Linked DNA regions of Rattus norvegicus: region 2 is linked to region 1. A link is a contact called in public Hi-C data. All regions are on one chromosome and are shown on one strand. Each heading gives the region's core, a stretch centred on a gene start, on an enhancer-like site or on the middle of the called end of the contact. The rest is flanking DNA. Distances are from core to core; before and after follow the strand shown. Region 1 overlaps LOC120100015 (a long non-coding RNA gene). Region 2 overlaps Rcl1 (RNA terminal phosphate cyclase-like 1).

Region 1 (3,490 bases), core at 450-2,949:
ACAATGGGTAAAAGGGAAAACAGATCACACAGTAGATGACACAGGACATCAGTGGTAAACAGAAAAGAACATTGTGCGTTTTCAGTTTCCCTTTTGTATTCCCCTCCTCCTCTCCCTCCTCCTCCTCCCCCCTCCCCCTCCCCCTTCTCCTCTTCCTCCTCCTCCCCCTCTCCTCCCCCTCCTCTTCTTCCTCCTCCTTCCCCCTCTTCTTCCTCCTCTTCCTCCTCCTCCTTTTCTTTCTCCTCCTCCCCCTCCTCCTCCTCTTCCTCCTCCTCCTTTTCTTTCTCCTCCTCCCCCCTCCTCCTCCTCTTCCTCCTCCACTTCCTCCTCCTCCTCCTCCTCCTCCTCCTCCTCTTCCTCCTGTCGGGTCCCCCATCCCACTCCCCCCCCTACGCCCAGCTATGCCCCTCACGCTGTGCTCTGTCTAATCACCCAAGCCAGATCTCCTTCAGAGGAGCTGAGGCCCCTCACTCTGGCCATGGCTCACTTACCCATCACTGACAGCTACTGTCTGCCTGCTTCTCACCCTCTGCCCTTACTCAACTCAGGACTCTGACGCTTCTTTTCCCAAGATCTGCTGTTGGTTACCTGCTGTGGAATTTTGGTTAAGTCACTCTCTTATGTAAAAAATAAATAAATAAAAAATAAAAAATAAAAAATAAAAAACAAACAAACAAACAAAAAAACTACGATCCTGGTGCTCTGAAGACAGAGTCGTCTGGTTTTCCAGACCCTTTGTTTTCTGACAAGAAAATGCGAGTGTTTATCTGTGCATACTGTGCTCGGCTGCGGCTCCTTGTGCTACCTGGGGATGCATGGAATCCCAGGCTCCATTACCTTTACAGAATTTTCAGCTTTTCTATCTATTTTCTTTTTCCTCGAGCTGTCCCTCATGGCTTTCCTATTTTCCAGAATCACCTAGACGAGTGGTTCTCCCCTTTCTAATGTTGTGACCCTTTAATATAGTTCCTCATGTTGTGGTGACCTCGTTATTTTGTTGCCAGTTCACAACTGTGATTTTGCTACTGTTATGAATCGTAATGTAAATATCTGTATTTTCTGATGGTTTTAGGCAACCCCTGTGAAATATCTCCAAAGGGGCCGCGACCCACAGGTTGAGATTTCTGAGCTAGATATTCTGTTTAAAACACAGGCTCTCAGGACCTATTCTAGTCCAGTTAGTACAATCTTTGTAGAGGAGAACCTAAAAGTCTGAATTTCGTCTCAAGATGGTTCTAACTTATGCCTAGTTTAGGAAGTACCACACTAGACAGGGCAGTGATATTTCTTTCACTGAGGACAGTGGCTGGCACTTCACCAACTCATTTGACTGCATTCAGAATGAATGGCTGAAATGAGCTGCCCCGCCCCCATCCTACTCACGTGGCGGTGCCCTGCCAATGAACATTCAGTTGCTAAGATTCCACCTACCGGCAGGTGGCGCTGAGTCGACGTAAATGCCATCCCGGGAAATGTTTTACTGGAAATTCCAGCCTCCAACGCAGCTCGATTGAATTATATTTTTTCGTACTTACTTTATCTGTGACTCTCACTTGCATGTATAAATTGGTTTCTGGAGGCGTGCTTTGAATGAGAGAAGCCAGGGAAAGCAACCTGACAAGGCCTGGGAGGTAATGAAGGGACTGGATGGGCATTCCTAATTGTCCTAGCTTTCATTCTCTACGAGCAAGCACTGTGTGTTGTGAAATTACTCAAAGTCTGCCGTTTCAGCAAGAGTGCAGCTAGCCTGTAATTTCTGTTAGTCATCTACTGTTTCCTTTATGGGCGTTTAATTGGACTCACCTTTTAAAATCATTTCCCTCACAAAGCTGTCTAAAGGGCTGTCTTGGCTGTCTTTTGAGGTGTGGGAAGTCAGTCCACAGTTAAAGCTGGGGCCCCATAGCCAACGCCTCTTCCCCTTCCCCCAAAGGGCATCAGCGTGCAAGTGACTGATAGGGCTGGTCTGAGCCAACAGCCAACTATCAGGCAAGGCCATGGCCCCAGCTGAACTGTTTTCTTCTGCAAGCAGACCTTCAGGCAGGGGCCCTGAAGGAGGAACCATCCTGAAGTGCTTGCAGTTTTCCCAAGGCTCCGTGCCCAAAGCAGAGAGAATGGTGGCTTGAGGAGGAAACAAGGAGTCTACAGGACAGACCCTGTGAACAAGAGGGTGAAGTTCAAAGGCCTCACACAGTATAGGGGTCGCACATGGCAGAAATAACCATCAAGTTTTGCATGGGCAGGAATAGACCGACAGTGGAGGTTAAAAGAGACTGGTGGAGGGGCTTATACGGGAGAGCCAGAAGTAGCACAGAGTTCATTAGAAAGAAGAGAGGGGAGGAGAGGGAAGAGGAGGGATGGGAGGGACGGGAGGGGAGGGAATAGGAAAGAGAGGAGAGGAGAATCGACCAAAACACACTTTGGCTGGATGCTGGTGGTGCATGCTTTTAATCCCAGCCCTTGGGAAGCAAAGGCAGGTAGATCTCTGTGAGTTCAAGACCAGCCTGGTCTACAGGGTGAGTTCCAGGATAGCCAAGGCTACACAAAAAAGACCTTATCTCAAAAATACATAAATAAATAAACGAACAAATACTGGGATGTCTAATACTTTGCATGCTCATTTTTAAAACAAACAATTTAAAATAACAAAAAAGTGGATACAGTTTCTCCCTTTCTTCCTTGAATTATCTGGAATACAGTTAGACAGGGGCAAAAAAAAAAAAAAAAAAAAAAAAAAAAAAAGGCAGCCAGAAGCCAGTGTGACCCAAACTGATTCGTAGGGAGGTGTCTGGTTTGGAGGTGTGAGGGTCATCAGGTAGTATGAGGGTATCCCCCACAGAGAAGCAGGGAGAGGAGGCTTTCTCTAAGACCAGAAAGAAAGAAAAAAGTTAAGGACTTTTCCAGATTGAAGGAGACTAAAAGAATGACAACCCATGCAGTGTGTGATCCTGAACTGGCGTCTGTGCTGTGAATATATGACAGAAACAGTAAATGGAACCTGAAGAAAGGGAAACTCTATCACATTGGTGTCAGGCTGCGATTTTCTCTGATTTTTGTAGCATTGACACAAAAATACAACTCTTGCCTTAAGGGCAGTCGACATAGTTTGTTCTGAAGTGACCAGGACCTGGGAATTCAGACTCAGGTTATATCAAATCCCTATCCCACACCGAAGGAGCTGCATTCTTTTTGTTTGTTTGTTTGTTTGTTTGTTTGTTTGTTTTTAGCGGAACAAAGAACAGTCATACATAAATCAAGGCCCTGTTCAAAGGTATTGGTGCTCCGTTAAACAGGCAGTTACAGCCAAGCCAGTGGTCTTAGCTGTAGGCCTCAGATGCTATCTGATGAAACTCTGGTAGACCGTGGCCTAAGGGAAAGAAGGCTCATGGGGAGCCTACTTCCTCACAGCCCTTTGCACTATGGAGATCCAGAGATATCCTCTTCCTTACAAGGTACAACAATGGAGTCCTTGGTTTTAGTTCCCAGGTTCCTC
Region 2 (3,490 bases), core at 345-2,844, 85 kb after region 1:
CTGTCTCAGGAAGGGGAATGCCGTGCTCTCTGTTACAGGAAATGATACATGAATCTTTCACAGTGTTCCCCGTGAGCTCTTCTCTGGTACATTAGTTAACACTTGTCTCCTGTTAAATACGCACACGAAAGCACACAAGCACAGGTCTTCCCCTCTGCTAGGCAAGGGCTCTACCACCAAACCACATCCCCAGATTCCCTTCTCCTTCTCTGTGGTTTATTTAAATTTTACAGCTGTTCTTAAGAATCCTGACTACTTCTCTGTAGTCTGTAGCGGCAGATGAAGAGCCTCACGGGGAAGTGTTCCTGGTTTCCTCTTTGCTTTGACTAACAGTGCCTGAACCTAATGGAGAGATTCAGGAAATATGTTGTAAGTGGAAGGCAGCTGCTGGAGTTCAGGAGAAATAGTCTTTGCTTATCTTTTTTTACCCCACGGTGCTGTGACTATGGAGAAAAATGTTGTATGCACGGTTCAACAGTACCTCCGTAACCGCAAGTGTAGTCAGTATGTGGGACGGGAGGCTGTCTCACACTAACCTCTAGCCTGTTTCCAGGCAAACTTACCTTACTGGGTTGTGTGTTTGTCTCTGCAGGCTGCTCTAGTCCTCTTGGGGAGCTAATTGGCTATAAATATTAAAGCAGTTTTGATAGACGGTTTTAATTTCAGTGTTCTTAGTTTCAGAAATTAAAATTTGGGGTTTTAAGTGGACATAGCTTCTTTTAAAATGAATGTTTTTGTTATTTTCTTTTAGGATAGAATTTTTGCGGCATTTGAAGAGTTTTTTCCAGGTTATGTTTAAAGTTGAAACCAAGCCTTGTGGTGAAGAACTCAAGGGCGGGGACAAAGTGCTAATGACCTGTGTTGGTATTGGCTTCTCTAACCTCAGCAAGACCCTCAAGTGATCCTGTGAGACAGACAGCGGGCTCCGCTGTGTGTGGATGAGACCGAGTGCCAAGGGCCAGCGGGACCACAGCCAGACATGTCCACGCAGGACAGCACAGCCTCCTAACATTAAAGACTTCATTTCTTTTCCATTGAAAGTACAGATGTGCCAATGAAAGCTGTTTCTACCACGTGGCTGCCAGCTGGTTCTCCAGTGACATCCGTCAGAGGCCCAGGCTGTGGGCTTCCGACTCACCTGGAGGAGAGGCCGTCGGGAAGTGGCCATCTGCTGTACAGTGTCCTGGCAGTGCTTCCTTGACTTCGCACTGTGGTTTTGTGTAGGGGTTCATGTGACTGTGGGCACAAGTCCTCTAGTCATGACAGGCTAGGAGATCGCCAACGGCTGGGACATTTGCTTTATCTTGTGAATGAGTTGCCTGCACGTGCTATACTAAATCTGGTAAATTGTGTGTGTTTGGGTCTGGTGGTGGGGATGGGGAGGACATGTCTTCAATGTTTTCTGTACCCCAGGTATGGCATAAAATTTGTTTTTATTCTTCTTATTGCACTGTAGTGTAAATTATTATAAGAAAATTCAGAGTATTTGATGTTTATGATACAAAAGCATTAGACGTTAAAGTTAAAGACGTAACAGCCGGTGTCCGGGTTACCTGCGCTGCTGTTCTTGCTATTCCAGTTTCACGGGTGCCAATAGAGGGGTCAAAGTCCAGAGTCAGAGACAGAGCTCTGTAGCATGGCCGGCCGAAACATTAAACTGATATCTCCATTTGATGCACATACGGTAAAATTTGTGTCACAGGCGAGGGACACCGGTACTGAGGACTCTTCCTTTTTCATAGCAAGTCTGTTCTTTGTCCACTGGAGATACTGTGTCACCACTCAAGACTGCAGGTTACAGACTCCCTTCTAACAGGGGACTAAGGCCACTCCCCTGCCACTCGGTAGATTCTGTGTGGTAGGTGCACACGATAAGGAGCCACTGTTATTTTTCCCATTTGGAAGTCAGAATGGCCTTTGCCTCACTGTCTTCCTCAGAACCTTTTCCTTTTACTGAAAGAGCAGTGCTGTTTGCTGCTGACTGAGAATGCAGAAGCCGGCAGTCTGACCCTGAGGAACACTGGGCATTCCGTGTGAAGCCCGAGCCCAGAGCTTTCCATATTAGTGTTCTGTCTGTACGTAGCAGATGTTTAAAGCAATGCTCATTCACCACCCCAGTCAGTAGGCCTGAAGTGTGGCACATGGTTAGTTAGCATCTCTACCTGGCACCTCACAAGGCTGCACTCCAGGTCTTATCCTCTCAGGCTCCCAGACGCTGGGAAAAAAGAGGGTGAAGGTTTCAGCATGGAGGACTGAGGTCTGGTTTTTTTGTTTGTTTGTTTGTTTGTTTGTTTGTTTGTCTTGTTTTTGTTTTTTTGCTGGCTATTGCCAGCAATTTTGACTGGTGGACTCTGCTAGCCTTCCTTTTCATTTGACTACTTTGTCTTCAAACCAGCAAGGCTGTATCAAATCTTTGACGTCTAAACTGAACCTGACTTCCTCTTGGGGTGCCCGCTAGGGAAAACATTACTGTCTTAGTTAGGGTTTTATTGCTGTGAACAGACACCATGACCAATGCAAGTTTTATAAAGGATAACATTTAATTGGGGCTGGCCGACAGGTTCAGAGGCTCAGTCCATTATCATCAAGGCAGGAGCATGGCAACATTGCAACATCCAGGCAGGCCTGGTGCAGGAGGTGCTGAGTTCTACATCTTCACCTGCAGGAAGCCAGGAACAGACAGACTCGGCGTCCTAGGAGGAGCTAGGAGGAGGGTCTCCAAGCCCACCCCACAGTGACACACTTCCTCCAGCAAGGCCACACCTTCTAATAGTGCCACTCCCTGGGCCAAGCATACGCAGACCATCACAATTACCTTGAAGTAATTTGTGGTCCAGCACTCCCGACGGGCGCTCCTCCTGTCATAAGGGTTAGCCGGTCAAAGCACTATCTGAATTAGTGTTTGATTGGTCATCTTAGAATCCTGCCTGTCATTGTTGAGGCCACTGCTGTTTTAAGTCAGACCTGCTCAAACAGACCTGAGTGGCTACACTGTTTTGAACCTGCTAGATTTTCTCTGGTAGAGGAAAATCTGTCAACAAGCTTTTGGAAATGGTACTGATGCTGTTGGTCAGCGTCAGGGAGCAGGCAGAAGCCTGAGCTGATTGTTACAGGTAGCAGAGGAGACACGTGTGTGTGTGTGTGTGTGTGTGTGTGTGTGTGTGTGTGTGTGTGTGTACACAGAAATGTCTGGTAGGTTCCAGCTCCCTGCCACAGCTGCTTCTGGAGTTGGAACATGTGGGGACAGTGGGGAAGATTATTTTGAAAAGATGAGTTATCTTCTTCCCGTTTGGACATGATGTTAGTCTGAACTTGTGATGCTTCAGCCTCTTGAGTACTACGACCACAGGAACGCAGCCCCACAAACGTAATGTTTGTTTAAACAGCCTGTTCCTTATCCCTTTTCAATGTCCCAAAAGAAGCAAGGCCACTAGGCAGGAGTCATCTGCCAGCCGCCCGTCTGTTCTTGGCTTTGCTACTCACCAGGGGT

What was found. A called contact is a pair of places that touch in the nucleus more often than the background predicts.
Region 2: a contact with region 1 is called in a Hi-C map of liver, with 3 times the contacts expected there. The contact joins two enhancer-like sites. A contact is called at or near these places in 3 of 12 Hi-C or Micro-C datasets (kidney and liver).

Annotation. Positions count from the first base shown.
Region 1 is chr1:236,195,707-236,199,196 of GRCr8, forward strand. LOC120100015 (a long non-coding RNA gene) reads left to right here. Exons shown (of 4, transcript XR_005499635.2): 1 at 1-1,631. Among named protein-coding and RNA genes, the nearest start is that of Ak3, 19 kb to the left of the region's middle. Within about 2 kb of position 1,700, at least 49 of the 93 cell types and tissues checked have an H3K27ac peak or open chromatin away from gene starts, as enhancers often do. A contact at or near this core is called in liver, where this site is marked.
Region 2 is chr1:236,281,122-236,284,611 of GRCr8, forward strand. Rcl1 (RNA terminal phosphate cyclase-like 1) reads left to right here. Exons shown (of 9, transcript NM_001399456.1): 9 at 752-1,476. The coding sequence ends at 902. Among named protein-coding and RNA genes, the nearest start is that of Mir101-2, 8.9 kb to the left of the region's middle. Within about 2 kb of position 1,595, at least 3 of the 93 cell types and tissues checked have an H3K27ac peak or open chromatin away from gene starts, as enhancers often do. A contact at or near this core is called in liver, where this site is marked.